Linked DNA regions of Mus musculus: regions 2 and 3 are each linked to region 1. Evidence: chromatin contacts called from public Hi-C data. All regions are on one chromosome and are shown on one strand. The core of a region is the stretch at or near the end of the contact, and the rest is flanking DNA. Distances in the headings are between cores, read along the strand shown. Region 1 overlaps 4930568G15Rik (RIKEN cDNA 4930568G15 gene). Region 2 has its middle 120 kb from the start of Dpt. Region 3 has its middle 25 kb from the start of Dpt.

Region 1 (5,133 bases), core at 1,639-4,138:
ACTTGAGATAGGTGGGGTTTGGTGAGATCGGAGAAGACCATGAGGAAGGAGAGAAAAGGGTGAAGAGAGGAGAAAGATGATATGGGTTAAGAGTCAGAAAACATGGCCCTGAGGGCTGGCCAATTGGAGTTAAGAGCAGCCCAGATGAAACATAGTAATAACTCGGGGTAAATTGATGGGAAAGTAGATTATAACAGCATAGAGGGTAGATATCTGCCCAGCTCTAGTGCTGTTTAAGGCTTATTATAAATATGAAGTGTGTGTGTGTGTGTGCGTGTTTCATCCAGGAACCAAATGGTCAAATGTGGGATAGAAACCCTCGGATTGGGATAAAATTCTTCTACAACAGTTCATGGGGTCCAACAGCCTATAGGATATAGGAGAACAGCAGCCAGAAGACAATGCTTCTCAAACTCCAGGCAAAGGTGAGTTGGAGAAAGTGCAGAAATGCAACATGAGCTAAGGCAGAGTTGGAACTAGGCTCTGACCAATTTGATAATCAGCCAAAAAGTACACACGCAGTAGGGCTACAGCCTCCTGCAACAGCAGAGACATTGGTGCAGGAAGACAAGGGACACTGCTACAGAAATCAAAGGAGGTGGGGGACATTCCAGGTCACTGCATGACTCCGAGGCTTTCTTGTCTCTGCTGTTACAAATGGCCAGGACAGCAAAAGCCACAGTGCCTCCCTCGGAAACCATCTGGAAGAGTTCTAGCAAGGGTACTTATTGTGAGCATGTTCACCCAGAAGACACTACAGAGACTTTGACCTCACTCTCAGGTTTTGAAAGGTCAAGACATTTGCCTAAACTCCCTGTTTAGAACCCAAGGAAGCCTGTGATGTTTGGTGTCATATGTATGTGTATATTCATATGTATATACATATCTATTTACATGCAATTCTAACTATCAGAGGGATTTTATTGGCTTGATTTGCACCATTGGAGACTGGAGGTTGGGTAATTCAACCATGGCAACCTGCATGCTGGAAAGCCAGAGACTCTAACAGCTGCTTATCCTAAGTTGGAACCCTTGGAACACAGCCTGTAAACTCTCCAGGAGTCATCGAAAGACTGAAGAAGCAAGGGGTCTGATAGGAAGAATGATCAAGGCAGCAACAAGCTTAGCCATGAAGAATGGAGCCAGCACATTCCAGTGGGCCTTCCTTTTATCTGTTTATGCCTTGGCTCCCCTCCTACTGTGTGATGCTGTCTGCCTCAAGATGAGGCCATTTTCCAAAAGGATGAACTTGCACCTTAAAACACAAGTAATCACCTCCTAAAACCACTGTGTCCCCTCAAGCAATAAGGACTTCTTTCAGATCTCCTTGCTGGACCAAGGCTGAGACACTGATCAAGACCACACCTAGATCTGGACTGCTTAATTATATATACATGTACCCTTAACATACATCTCCTTTGCAATATCCTATAGACTTAGACTCTCTGGGCCCTTTTATCTATTCTTCACAATGTGGACACAATGCATAAGTCTCTTTTCTCTGCTTCTAGACATTATTTGTCTGTTTAGTTGGTGTACTGAGGGCATGTGAGCAAACCTAACATATTGGATCTGCCTGAACCTAGGCTTTTACCCTGAAAACTCCAGTTATACCATCAGTTTAAGTTGAAAGGCACAGGGCAGCCCAGGGTCTTACCATCCAAGCAGAGCATGTAGGTATCCCAGTCTCACTGTGCTCAGCCGGTGGTAGATGCTTGCCACCCATCCAACAGGGAAAAGTCAGTGGACATACAAGAAATAAGGGCTTTTTTCAGACCACAGCCACGGAGGGAGGATTGTTTTTTTTACTCACTGCTAGTAGTGTGGTGTGGGTGTGTGTCTGTTTGTGTGCATGCATGTATGTATGAATGTATATGTGTATGTACATACGTTTTTACATGCATGTGTGGGGCTGGAGTACATATGCAGAGACAAGAGTGGGACACAAAAGTGAGGCACCAACTGATGTTCAATATAAAGTTTCTAAATCAAAGTCAGAAGTAACCTAAGTATTACAAAACAGTGGAAAGCGTCCTCTCTCAATGTGCCTGCTACCCAAGTCCTTTCCTTAAACCTGTATCCAAAGGGCCATTTAGAATATTTTTCCTTGGGGAGTCTTTAAATAATTTGCCTCTGAAAAACTTTTATTAAAATTTAAATGCCTTAGGAAGGGGAATACTTAAGCAAGCATCTGTCACTATATTTGAAGAGGATTAGGATAGATAACTAAGAAGGGTCTGGAAAATCAGACTCTAGCTCAAGGGTAGAGAAAAAGACAGGACAGGGGGAGTAGAAACCCTGAAGGGGAGAAGCGCACACATGGAAGATGAGCTCTAAACACCATTTCCCTGGTTTTGTGTAGAGTCTTCGGGGGCAACTGCCTCTGGAGAAACACATTGCAGATCACTGAGACAAATTGAATTGGTTCAGGCTACAGTAGCAGAGAAGCCAAGGAACTGCCTGGCTGGAGGGCTTTCTGATGAAAAAAAAAGCAAACAGTGGCCTGGCTGGAGAGATGGCTCAGTCTTATAAAGGCTAGGCTCATGACCAAAACACCAAGAACAAACTGTGGCTTCTTAGGAGCTCTGTGACCTCAAACTGTTTGCAGCCTGGCCACTGCTAGACACCATCACGGGTGCATCAAGCCGTAGATGGGTGGAGAAATGGGACCTGCAATATCTGTAAGGGGACCAGGTCCAGGTGGGCAGCCTCCAGTGTGAAGGGAACTTGGGGAGGAGATGCAGAGAAAGCAATGATGGGTGGAGAGCAAGAGCAGAAGAGTGGGGAGGGAAGGTTAAGCATCTGGAAAATTACTGCAGTCTCAGGGCTTTAGCTGCCTCAAAGCCCAATGAGTCATCAGCTGGTTGCCTAGGCAACAGCTATTTTCCTTCTGCTGCTGATCAATTTCATCTGCACAAATGTCCCATGAAGCCGTGAGCTGTGAAGATAATAGACCCGAGTCACAGAAATCCCTGCCAAACGAGGTCTGCATTTTAAATGTTCTGAGCCAGACTTTATGCATATCCAGCTGTCTCCATCTCTGCAGTCTCCATCCTAACCACAGAGAGGCAGCCAAGGAGGGGCAGGAACAGGCAGAGGAGGGGACTGTCACCTGTTATCCTAGTGACAAGCCCAGGGACTGCAGCTACCAGACCTCACCACCTCCAGTTTGCCAGGGTAGATATATAGCCATCTTTGTTACATTTCTCTGAGCAGAAATGGATGTCTGGATGTGAAGCAGCCCCAGAGGTCGGTCCAGTGCCCTTCAGCCTGTGCTCTCAGATTCAGAGCAGAAGATGGTGCTCAATGGTCCACGCATCATTCCTGTGCCTGTTTTATCTCCTCCCCCACCTCACCCTTGGCATTTGTGACTGCATCAAATATGTGAATGTAATTATTTGTGTGTTTTCCCCACGAAAGCAAATGAGGACCGTCATTTTTCCTATACATCAGGTATCCTTATCTTCTGGCCTACCTCATCAGCCTGCACATATTAAATAATCAGAAGTTTGTTGAGCAACAAGTGGACAGATGACTGCATTTTGTTTTGTTTTGTTTTGTTTTTAAACCTCCCTCTGAATGAGGTAAATCCATTTCTAAGGTCACTTCTACACTACAGATATGGCAGTAGCTATATAATACGACAAAGTCAGAAATTGCCATAACTTTTGTGTTTTCTATCATTCAGTCTTGTAACCTGCCCCCTCCCAAAAGAACAGATCTGAGTTTCATATATACATGGTCAGCTGGTAGCACAAAAATGAAAGAAGCGCCACGTCCTTCGTATGCCGTTATCAGTCAGGACACGCACATTCCATACATGTTCTCATCACATCAATGATTTTATAATTCCCATTTTACAGATGAAGAAAATGAGACTAAGAACAGTTATATAGCATATGGATGGTAGCCTCAGCTGCCATTCTGGACCAGAACTCTTCTCCACTTCCTGATATCTCATGTGCCACTGTATCCCTGTAGGTGGCATTTCCAAAAGCACATTGCTCCTCCTTCAAACAGCCTGGATGACATGTCAGCCTGAAGCGGTTTTTATGTGCCCTGTATTTTCCAAGCACCTCCATCTAAAGCCAAGGTATTGACGTACTCATGTGAGCCTCCCTACAGTCCTGTTTGCCGGCTGGGCAGATATCATCTGCCACATATTTTAGATGTCGAAAACAGAAAACAAAAAGCCCAATGACTTGCTTGAAATCATTTTGCTGAATGCACCTAGGACTCGAACACTGGTGCTCAAGTGCTTTGAGACCTACTAGCCCAAGAGCTCTCTGGATAAACAAAGTCCTTGAGGGTCACAGTGTGATGACCACACGCCACTTGCTCTTCAGAGCTGTCCCTAGGAAGCTTCAGAGGAACAAAGCACTGGTGCATTTTGTCAGCTAACTGCAGGAACCCTCTCCTAGAAGCCGTCATAACAGTAAAGCAATCTAAGATTGAAGAGAAAAATCTGAATATCTGAAGAAGAATCCAAAGCTCAGAGCTTAGTTTGGTAAAAAAATGGTACCAGATATTGCAGCTAATTTTAGCCTTCCCTTCCTCGTCCCAATTCCCCAAGCTCCAGCCCACTCCCACGCATCCTCCTTGCCTTCCAAAAAGAAATGACATTGCTTTATACATGCTGAACTAAAAAGGCTTCAGATCCTACCACTATGAACCTGATTCTGGGAAAGCAGATCTTAAAGGTCTCTACCCGTTGGCCTGCAGGCTAGGTAAGAATGAGTAATGAGAAAACACAGGATTATACATTCTAATGAGAATTTTTATGAGCTGTCATGTCTATCCAGAAATTGAAGCATACAAATGAACCTGTTAATGATGATCCAAAATGGCAAATTTTGCCAGTTTGCTGTTAAGTGGTTTCTTGAACCATCTTACTTAAGGAAAAAAAACCTTAATTCAAAATTAAGTCCGATCGTTAGTCCACCGTTGGCTTAAGCAATTCTCTTTTGTCACCATAGCTTCATTTATCTGTGGTCTATACGACTTTTGTCTCCATGTTTGAGCCCATGTGGTTTGTATATGTATCTGCACACTGGCATGAGCAAGCACTGGGTTGAGGGAAAGACATGCCATGCTTGCTTTCCGTATACAAACCCATTTGCACCTGCAGCAGGT
Region 2 (5,133 bases), core at 1,435-3,934, 390 kb before region 1:
AGCATGGCAGAAAGCAAGGCTCACCCAGCAGCTCAGAGTGACAGAAATATGAGGTGGAGGAGGCTGTTCACTTTGTGGTCATCCAAGAAGCAAGCAAGACAGGGAGTAGCCAAGGGTAATGTGGCTCCCCTTCCCCAATCAGCAATGACCTTTTTCCAACCATCCACTTGAGAGAAATATAAAGATTAAGGGGAGAGGATATTCACCTGCCACCTAGACCCCATCCCCCAGACACAGACCCACTTCCTCAGTCTAGACTCAGCTTCCCATTGTTGCTATGTTTTATTTCCTTTTTCTCTTCCTTTAGGTTTAATTTGAAGATATTTTCTTTTAGCTTGCTCTTTTTTAGAACTTATTTATGCTAGCTCTTACTATTTTTCATTGTGTACACTTTAAGGCATATAATTATATTTAGCTATAAGTGCCATTTTGGTTTTACCTCAATAGCTATGTTTTTATGCTTTTCTATTTATTTATTTTAAAATATCTTATTTTTTTTTTGTTGCAATTACATTTCTGAACTAGTGGTTGTTTGAGGGAATACTGATAAATTCCTATAAATCTGAGAAACTTCTAAAAAATATCTGTACTATTATTTTCACCTAAATCCACTATGGTTTGACATATATACTTTGAAATAATACAATTTGGAATTTGCTTAGACATTGTTTATAAACTAACACAAAATGTAATACATTTTGATTAGATTTTATGTGTATGTATTAACAATATGTATACTAATAATGTAGAGTATTATCATCTAGATCGAGATCTATATAGACATGTATAGTTGTAATTCTACTATAGATATAGATATCTTTTTGGACACATCTCTATGTCTCCATGTCTGTATCTATGTCTTAAAGCTGCTTATCACGCATTTTAAATGATTTAGATGTGAGCACTACTTTTCTTAAAGTCATTCTCATCTAAGTGATTTTACTCACTCAGTATTCCAAGTCACATTATTTTTCATCCATTCACTTTTAGTCTCTCTAGGTTTTTATATTTAAAACATGCATTTTATAAAGAGTGTAGTGTATGCTTCTTCCATCCCTTGTGATACATTTTATTTTTTAATTCACGTATTAATCTATGCACATTTAGTGTAACGGGTACAATTTCTCATCTTAATACATGCATTTTTCTATTTTAAATGCTTATTTGCTTATTTTTATTATTCCTTGTTTTTTTGTTAATAAACATCTTTATTATTTGTAACTTTCCTTCATTATTCACTTTTAAATATTCTTTCAGTGGTTACCATAGAGACTTACAATATGGTCTTATGACTAAGAGAAATTTGGAGTATTAGCAGCTTTTTGAAAATTCAACGACCTTAGAATATGCTATCATGATAGAACATGCAGCCTTTCTTCTTTCCTGCCACTGATATCATAACTGCAGTTGTACAAATACTTTAAATTCTCCATGTTTGTGATACATGCCTGTCTGTCACATTTCCCAACATACCTCTACTATACCCTCCTTGTCATCCAGTTCTGACATCCCTCTTCCTAAGTATCTTAGACTTCAACTTGTCAAGGAAACTCCTCTGTGGCCACAGATGGTGCTGTGCCCACATTATCTGCTGGACCATTGCTGTGTTGCACTGGCCTCTTTAGGTCCTCACCTCCTCACTGACCACTCTAAATACTAAGATATCCAGAGGCCTGAAACTGGAGATTATTTATATTTTAATGTCTTCTTATTGAATTCAATGCCTGACACTTTGCAAGCACATGTTTAATGGGTAAGTGACACGACAAAGGTTACACCCCCCACCCCTGTCCATTGAATACCCTCTGTGGTATTTTCTAAGTTCTTCTTTGGATCAGTCAAGCATTGACTGAATCTTAGGTCTCTTAGTAATGAGGGGAGCACCTGTGTCACTCTCATTGTACAGATGAATACATTAATGTTCAGAGATTTTATGTTTCTCAAAATCATAAAGCCAGAAAATGGCAAGGCTGAGGTACAGCGTCTAGGCTGACTCTGGAACACAAAGGCTTACCACAAATGCACAGACTAATGGACTTCTTAACATCTGTTGGACCCATTTCCTTCCCACTTTCCATCAATTACCATCTAGAGTTGAACACTGATGACAATGTCATTCCCAGTAGAAGACTTTCTGGATGATGGTCACCCACAGTAAATGCTTATAAATAATCTAGAAAGTAAGTGAAGATACAATTGTTATCATACATAGATCTAGCAAACAAGTACCTGAGTTATTAATATTCCTGAGGTAGGATGAGATTGGAATGGGCTAGATACTCGAACAATATGAAATTCAAATTCTCCTAAAGATCTAGGTGTGAATTAGACTCTTGGAAACAGATTTGAGCTGTTGCAGGCTATTTGTATAGATGGCTTTAAGTATATTCGTTGTGCCTGCTCATTGAACACAATCATGCATATTCTATAGGCACAAGAAAATGCCAGTGTGTTAAGCATGGTGGCCTCCCTTTTCTAAAAAGATAATAAGGATCAAAGCATTATGCACAAGTTCACTGTGACCTGAGGGAGTTAAAGAATCTTCTAGGAGAGATTGACTTCTGAAGAGCGTGCCAAGTAGCACCCCAGAGGCTGCTGAACACCAGGGCACCATTTCCTTCCTCTCAGAAGCCTCTTCTGTGCTGTGCCAAAACTCACATCACTGTAGAATGCGGACGTGACATGCCCGATCCTGAGAGGCAGACACTGTTCTAGGGTAACCTTTTGGAGGCAGCTTCATCTTGCTGCCTGGGAACATGTTTCTTGGCTGTTGCCAAGAACATGGGGAGGAAGTAGGAGGAGCTGTTGGATACCACACGTTGTCTTCATAGTATATTACTTCAATGTCCAATTCTTTTCAGTTTCAGCAGCAGCCTGCCTGGAGTTTCACATTTCAGGTAGTGACTGATGGGACAGGTGGGACTTGCTGCTTCTGGTAAGGAGAGAGGGGTTTATATACTATAGCTGCTATGCAAATTTGCTATGCAAATCTAAAATGCCATTATATCATACATTACATATACTATGATGGGAATAGTAAACGTTGAGTTGCAAAGAAATCATGCATAGCAGCAGGAACAAAACCTAAGATGAAATCGGTTGTGAAAATTGGCTCCCTTAATTTAATTGGAGTTAAGAGAATTTAGAGACCTTGCCTTAACCTAGGGAAATGGGAATGAAAATAGGTTTAGGAGATTAAAGGGAAGGCATTTGGGGATTTATTTAGTAGAAAGAATTAACTCATGGTGTTGTCTACGGTTTGTACAACAGAATGTATTTTCCAAAACACACTAATTCTGCCAGCTAATGTGATCTGAATACCCTGTTTGTACAAGTGAAGAAGTTAGGTATCTAAGCACGGGTCCGTTGTCTATTACCTCTTGTCTAGGAAAGACAGTGTGGGCGAGAAACTGAGACCCGCTCTTCTGGTTCCAAATCCTATTAATGTTTTTCCTGGAATATAGAGTCATTGTTGAAAGTCCTCAGTGTATTTGAATAGGATATGACTATTACGTCATTTCTAGCATGCTGCCTAACTTTAGACCAAAGCACTGGGAACAGAATGACATTCGTGTGGGCTTGAGGGTTTTGTACTGGGCTTGGCACTCTTGTATGGAGGAAGTCATACAAAACTATAACTAGTACCCTGACCTGTACACTGACCACAGGATCCAATATTTCCTATCACTCAGCCTTCCTCTTTCCCCCCTTGGGAGTAGAACAGATTTTGTCAACAAATGTGGTTTGGGCACCGTGCTGGGCACATGGGGAATAGAATAGAGATTTATTGCAAAGCTCTAGATCCCAGGAGCCTGCAAGTGAGACTAATAAATGCCCATGTAGGAAATCTGTGGTGCCAGTTCTCTTAGAAGGGGTGTTTCCAAGAAAGAACAGACCTAAGAAGAGAAACTGCAACAAGCCGGGGACCCTGCCAATGGGCATCAACGAGGAGCTAAGTAGACTGAAGAGGGCAGACACTTATCTCCAAGTGAAGGAACAACATTGGCCAAAGCTTATCAGACACTGGAGCAAGAGAAAAAATGGATTGTTTGACCTCTCTCTTATTAAACATGTGTACAAGTACGTGTGTGTGTGTGTGTGTGTGTGTGTGTGTGTGTGTGCCTGTCTGTCTGTCTGTCTGTCTGTCTATCTGTCTGTCTATCTGTCTGTCTGTCTGTGCATATGCATGTGGAAGCTGGAGGACAACCTTCATGGTAGTTCCTCAGTTAATTCGAATTTGTTTTGTGAGGCAAAGACTCTCATTGGCCTTGAGTTCACCAAACAGGTCAGGCTGGCTTGTTGGCAAGTACTAACAGGCATCTGCCTGTCTCTGCCTCCCCACTAGCACTGGGATTAGAAGCGTAAGCCACCCTGTCAGGCTTCCCCCTCTTTCTTTCATGTGAGTTCTAGGGAAGGAAACTCAGGTACTTAGTCTTGGTTGGTAGATAAGCACATTACTGTCACCCCAGCCCCTAAACAGTTCTTTCACTGGAAGGATTCCTTAAAAAAACCAGACAACTCAAAAGCAGGAACAATGGGAAGAGGTTTTTATCTTTGATGATCCTCCTGCAAATGCTACCTACCCTTGCTCGATATGCCCTTACTGTTGACAAGGATGCTTTTGGAGAGGTGGACCACTCATACTTAGTATATGTGATTCTGAGGGAAGAGAAAGTTGTGGGCAGATAGAAAAGAAGGGTGCAGAGGCGGTAGGTTTCTATCAAACATATTGCCCCATGGGAAGAAGCAGTCCCCAAGATACATGCTCTCCCTGGTCTTTGGAGTCTGGATTCTGTCATTGACCTTCCTCTGGGAGATTTCCCATTTTCTTTCCTCTTCCTTGCTCACTACATACTTTTTCTGCTTATGGAATATCTGGTATTTTTAGCCCAAGCAGTTGCTGTGGCAACCACTAGAGCTGAACATTTTGTTTCCCAAGAACAAATGCTTGCTTAAATATAAAAGCGTTTTTCTGTTGTTCAAAAGAACTGAATTTTCTAGCATGTAATTCAGCGCATGTGAGTGAAATTGACATTTCTCTCCTTGTATGGACTCCCAACCATGGCCATATTCTCCAAGGTTGGGGGAGATAGGATTAATCTTTACACCAGATATTGTGATATTTTTCAAAAA
Region 3 (5,133 bases), core at 698-3,197, 310 kb before region 1:
CACTCACACACCACACTCACAGACTCATATACACACTCACACATATTCACATAAATGGGCATGCGCGCGCGCGCACACACACACACACACGCACGCACACTCACACACTCACATGAAGACAGATACATGCAGACACACACACACACGCACACTCACACACTCACATGAAGACAGATACATGCACATGCACACACACACGCACACACACACACACACACACACGCACACTCACACACTCACATGCAGACACACAAAATGCAAAAGGAAAAGCTCCCTGTAGCAACCAGAAAGCGATAGGAATGAGTACAACAGCAGGTGCATCACATGTAGACCAGATTAAAATGAGTGTCTTGCAAGAAAAGTAAACAAGAAGAAGGAAACAGAGAAGCTGTTTAAGTGCTGGCTTTATGAACTCTGATTTATAATGAAAATAGACATTTTAAGCTGAATTATTATATTGAAAATAGATATTCTAGATTCTTATTTCATGCTATGTAGACTTTAGATAGTTTAAAGTTCTGATGTAAAAGTACAACTGCAAGCAAGTAAGAAGGAAATGTGGCCTTTGGAAGGAGAAGGATTTTTAAATAAGATGCTACAAGCACAAACTTAAGGATATGACTCTGTAAACCAATGGTTCTCAACCTTCCTAATGCTGTGACCCTTTAATACAGTTCCTCATGTTGTGGTGACTTCCAGCCATAACATTAGTTTTGTTGCTGCTTCATAACTGTAATTTGGCTTCTGTTATGAATCACAATGTATATATTTTTGGAGACAAAGATTTGCCATAGGGGTCACGACCCACAGGTTGAGAACTGCTGCCACAATTTCTATTTAGAATGGGCACGATAGTCTTAGCATATGTGTACTATACTCAGAGGAAATGATAAAAATAAAAAAGTTGAAAATCAATGGTGTTATAAAGAAATGCCCACAGATCATTGGGGGGAAAATAGGAAGATGTATAAAGGATATACAAAGATAATTCAGAAAGGAAGAAAACTGAAGAACTCGTTAGACTCAGCCCCATCAATAATTACAAGCACAGCAATTAAGCTGGCAGTGATACAGCATTTCATATACTTAACTGGCAAATTTTTAAAAAGTTACAGGGCTCCAAGTTATAAATAAGTTGAAGGAACAGGAGCCCACATTGTATTGCTAATAGGAATTGGCCCAGTGTTTCTGAAAAGAAGTCAGGCAGGGGTTAGCCTTAGTGTCTGGGCTGCCTACAGTAGAGTCTTTTTCCTGGGAGTTCTCATATAGGCCAGCAAGATTGCATGTAGAAAAAAAAGGGCAGCAACACTGTTTGCAAGCAAAAAGTTGTCATTAGCAGGTGAAAAGTTAAACTGCCAGGAAGAAGGTAGTGAGCACCCATCAGACACTGTGCTGGGCATGGACATAAGAGACACAGCATGGAAGCCAAAAGTGCAGATGTATGCAAACTACCACTGCTCATTCTTCACAGACACACACACACAAAGTGACAATAGTGAACATCTTTAGTGCACACCAAACCATAAAGAGTAGTAACGGAAGATGCCAGGCCAAGGGAAATTGTAAAACAAAGTAAGAAGAGGTAACAATGGGACCAAACATGAGAGAGTACCATGAGTCGACATAAGAGGATGATAAACCCAATCTTCTCCCAAACCCAAAATGCTCAAAACAAAAATCTAAGGCACACTCTATTGAACAGTCTAAGAAGGCACACTTGGTTTCTGCAGCTTTCTCCTAAGCATGTCGAAGTGCAGGAACCCTGCAGAATAGAAAATGCAAACTAAGGGCCTGCTGTTAAATTTATGGACTGTTTCTCCTGGCTCTTCCCCTTTAATCCTGTGGAACTCTTTTAAATTTTGCAGTGTTGATAACTAGCCAAGTGGGGAGTGGAGCGGATGGTTTCTCTTTCCCATGAAGCTAATGACAAGGGTTCCCTGGCCAAGGTAGCCTAGAAACGCCTGCGTGTGTTCCTGCCTGAGTCGTATTTTCCATGTTCTCGTCAACATGCTGGCAGTAGCAAATGTCTTCATGATGGCTGTTGGCCAGATAACTCGAAGCCAGCGCTTTGCTCTGGGAGAGCATCCAGAAGAGTCATTTGGATTCCACAGTTGAAGAGTCCCAAACTTTAAGGAGGACCCAGAGGCTGTACTGCTGCCTGTTGGAGCCATTGAGAGTTGAAGAGGGGGAGAAGCTGAGCCATCAGAGCTTCTGAGAGTGGCGTGCATCCCTTAACACCTGCCCTTACTCCGAGATGCTCAAATGTTTAGGAATGTTTCAACGGCAGGAGGTCCAGCATCACTCATGATAGAACATCAGAGGAGAGAGATTATGGATTTGTGTTTTAGACTTTGCACAACCTCCAAATTGGATATGAAGATGTGTTGGGTAGAGTTTTCCTCATGAGTGCTGTGTTTAGGAAAAGGCTACAGTGTACTCCCCTGTCAGTGTGGAAAAACACTGAAAATACCTACATCAAATGGTAAAACTGATCTGGAGGCCTTTCCCTGCATGCTTAGAATAGGAGATTACTCTTAGAGGTTCTTTAAACGAACCCCCTTTAAGATTCTATCATATGATAACCTGCTTATTGTTAAAAAACTCATGCCATAGTTTCAACAAAACTGCTCATATAGCTATTATCTTTCCCACTTAACAATACACAGTGTTAGAGAAAGAACCTGCCTTGCCCAATGGGTTTCTATTAGGACACAGCAGAGACAGATACAACTCAGAATCTCACACCATCCTGATGTTGGTGTTAAAAGTGTCTGCTATGGTAACAGATGTTGTTTATGAGACAGATGGAAAACTGAGTTATCCTCAGAACCAAAGCACCATGAATTGGCTCTAATTATGCAGATGTGATCTGAAAGCCAATCTCAGGGTTACCCAGAGCCCCGTGACCTTGAAAAAGTAAAGCGCATATTTTCTAAGTTCGCAAGTTTTAAGTCACTAAAACTAAAGAAAGTAAAACTGTACTCGGCAAATAGAAGATCCAGTCATTACAAATTTCCTTCCTTGTCCTGACACATGTAAAGGCACAGTGGGATTTTAGGGGAGAAGACTGGATATCAGAGACTCTAGGGGAGGGACAACTTTAAGACCAAGAAACCACAGAGTTTAAGTTAACTTGAATGAGTGCTAAGAGACTCTGAAAGGCAATGAAACCTATTTTTCCAATTTCACCTAAAGCCAGGCATTTCTCTCTGTTCATATAATGGCTATTTTCTGTGCCATTTCCCAGGTAGGGTTGACTGCCCCCGCATGGTATGAGTTTTAAGTCTTTCTTACCACCTCTAAGTCTAGTCAAAGATTCTACTGAGAAGGTATCTTCAGTCAGTCCCTGTGGTGTGGTGTTAAGTGATGGGTCCTGAGCCGTCTTTCTATGTCTTAGGTTTGTTCAGGTATAAGAGTATCACACTTTGGCTAATGTATAGTGAACAGATGTTTATTGCTCATGGTTCTGGAGACTGGAAAGGTGAAGACTTCAGAAGGCATACTTGCTGTATCATAAATAGTAGACAGTATCATGTACAAAGAGGAAGAAAGGAGGGAAGGAAGGAAGGGGAGGGGAGGGGAGATGAAGGGAGGGGAGGGGAGGGGAGATGAAGGGAGGGGAGGGGAGGCAAGGCAGAAGGAAAGGGAGTTCTTTTACCAACAACCCATTCTCTGGATGTGATGACTAACTTCTATGGCAATGACATTAATCCACTAGTGGGGACAGAGCCCTCCTGACCTAGTCACCTTTAAAGTTCTGCCCTTTTATACTGTTGAATCAGAGATTAATTTTCTAAAATGTGAATTTTGAACTTAACAAACCACATAGAGCCACATACTTTGCTCACATCAACACATGTGCAAATAGATATGTTTGCATGGCAAGGTTTTACATGAAGGCAGAAAGGAATACATGTTCATGATCAGAGACGCTCAGAAATGGTTTTCTTTCAGCACACTAAGGCCATATGTCCTGAAATGTTGGCTTTTCATTGAAGGCCTTGGTACTGATATCAGTGCTCTTGCCAGGCCTTTCTGTGTGGCTGTGGCCCTATGCTTCAATACTCAGAGCCTCAAATGAATCTTATCTAAAATTAGTATTACAAGGATTGATATTTGTAAAGTCATATACAATTTTAAGCCTATTTCTATAGCACATCTCTGTTGCACCACTTTGAAATTGCACATGTATCACTACCCTGCATTCTGCAGGAGAAAGCAGCTCTAAGAGGTCTGGGGAATTGCCCAGTATTCTGAATGAATCTATGGTGGAGCTGGGAACACAAAACAGATCTTTATTCTCATAGTAAAAATTGTTTTCCTCAACAGGAGAAGCTTCACTCTGCTCATCCTCTGGGCACCTCTGCTCCTGCTCTTGTCCTTGTTAAATATGCCCCCTTCTCATTTTCTCCCACAGTTATCCCGTCCCTTGGGATTCAGTTATTCGTGGGTGCGAGGGGGACCACAAACCTGGAAGGAAATGGGAGGAAGGGAAGGAAAGCAGGAGACCAAGCAAAGTTGTCAAGGTCTCTTTTAAGGAATTTTGGAGCTCTGTGGACAGGCGAGTGCACTGTTGCTGTAACTCTAATACTTCTTGCAATCCTGCTACTTGAGACTCGAGCTTATCTTTAGCATCAATGAGAGTGGAAACTGGCAGAGCCTGAGGCCATGGTGCAAGAGCGCAGATTGGCAGCAAGTAGGGAGGGGGATTGCAAGGAGGAGCTGAGGCACCGTGCAGCCGCTCTGGTTTACAGGGCCAGACTACCTCTTCCTCCACAGCGTCTGAGTCCCCAGAAAGTAAAGGGCCCTCAGCCAAAGATTTTTTTTAAAGACTGGATTGTACTCTACTCTCTACAGAAGCATTCAGTGTCCTCTTGACAATGGTGTGTCTCACCTGAAGTCCCAAATTTTGTGTGCTTCTATGAAGAATAAGTCCTAGGTACACCACAAATTAGCTGGTTGACCATGGACAAGTTACCCAAACCTCTATAGCACAATGTATGTATGTGTATCTAACAAATGGATGTGGAATAACACCTTCAGATGCTTGCTGTCAAAATGAACAAGATGATGCATGAAGATGTTTTTATAAAACAATAAAATGTTGTTATAAACATCATAATGTTATCAATG

What was found. A called contact is a pair of places that touch in the nucleus more often than the background predicts.
Region 2: a contact with region 1 is called in a Hi-C map of cerebral cortex, with 1.9 times the contacts expected there. The contact joins two enhancer-like sites. A contact is called at or near these places in 2 of 484 Hi-C or Micro-C datasets (both in cerebral cortex) and 1 of 115 datasets of contacts at active chromatin or transcription factors (neural progenitor cells).
Region 3: a Hi-C map of uterus shows a contact between it and region 1, with 4 times the contacts expected there. The contact joins two enhancer-like sites. A contact is called at or near these places in 3 of 484 Hi-C or Micro-C datasets (cortical neurons, forebrain and uterus) and 1 of 115 datasets of contacts at active chromatin or transcription factors (neural progenitor cells).

What each region holds. Positions count from the first base shown.
Region 1 is chr1:165,072,918-165,078,050 of GRCm38.p6, forward strand. The region is part of intron 1 of 4930568G15Rik (RIKEN cDNA 4930568G15 gene); the gene reads right to left. Among named protein-coding and RNA genes, the nearest start is that of Gm51669, 14 kb to the left of the region's middle. Within about 2 kb of position 2,889, at least 121 of the 459 cell types and tissues checked have an H3K27ac peak or open chromatin away from gene starts, as enhancers often do. A contact at or near this core is called in cerebral cortex, cortical neurons, forebrain and 2 more, where this site is marked.
Region 2 is chr1:164,679,092-164,684,224 of GRCm38.p6, forward strand. No RefSeq gene overlaps it. Among named protein-coding and RNA genes, the nearest start is that of Dpt, 120 kb to the right of the region's middle. Within about 2 kb of position 2,685, at least 25 of the 459 cell types and tissues checked have an H3K27ac peak or open chromatin away from gene starts, as enhancers often do. A contact at or near this core is called in cerebral cortex, where this site is marked.
Region 3 is chr1:164,768,789-164,773,921 of GRCm38.p6, forward strand. No RefSeq gene overlaps it. Among named protein-coding and RNA genes, the nearest start is that of Dpt, 25 kb to the right of the region's middle. Within about 2 kb of position 1,948, at least 60 of the 459 cell types and tissues checked have an H3K27ac peak or open chromatin away from gene starts, as enhancers often do. A contact at or near this core is called in cortical neurons, forebrain, neural progenitor cells and 1 more, where this site is marked.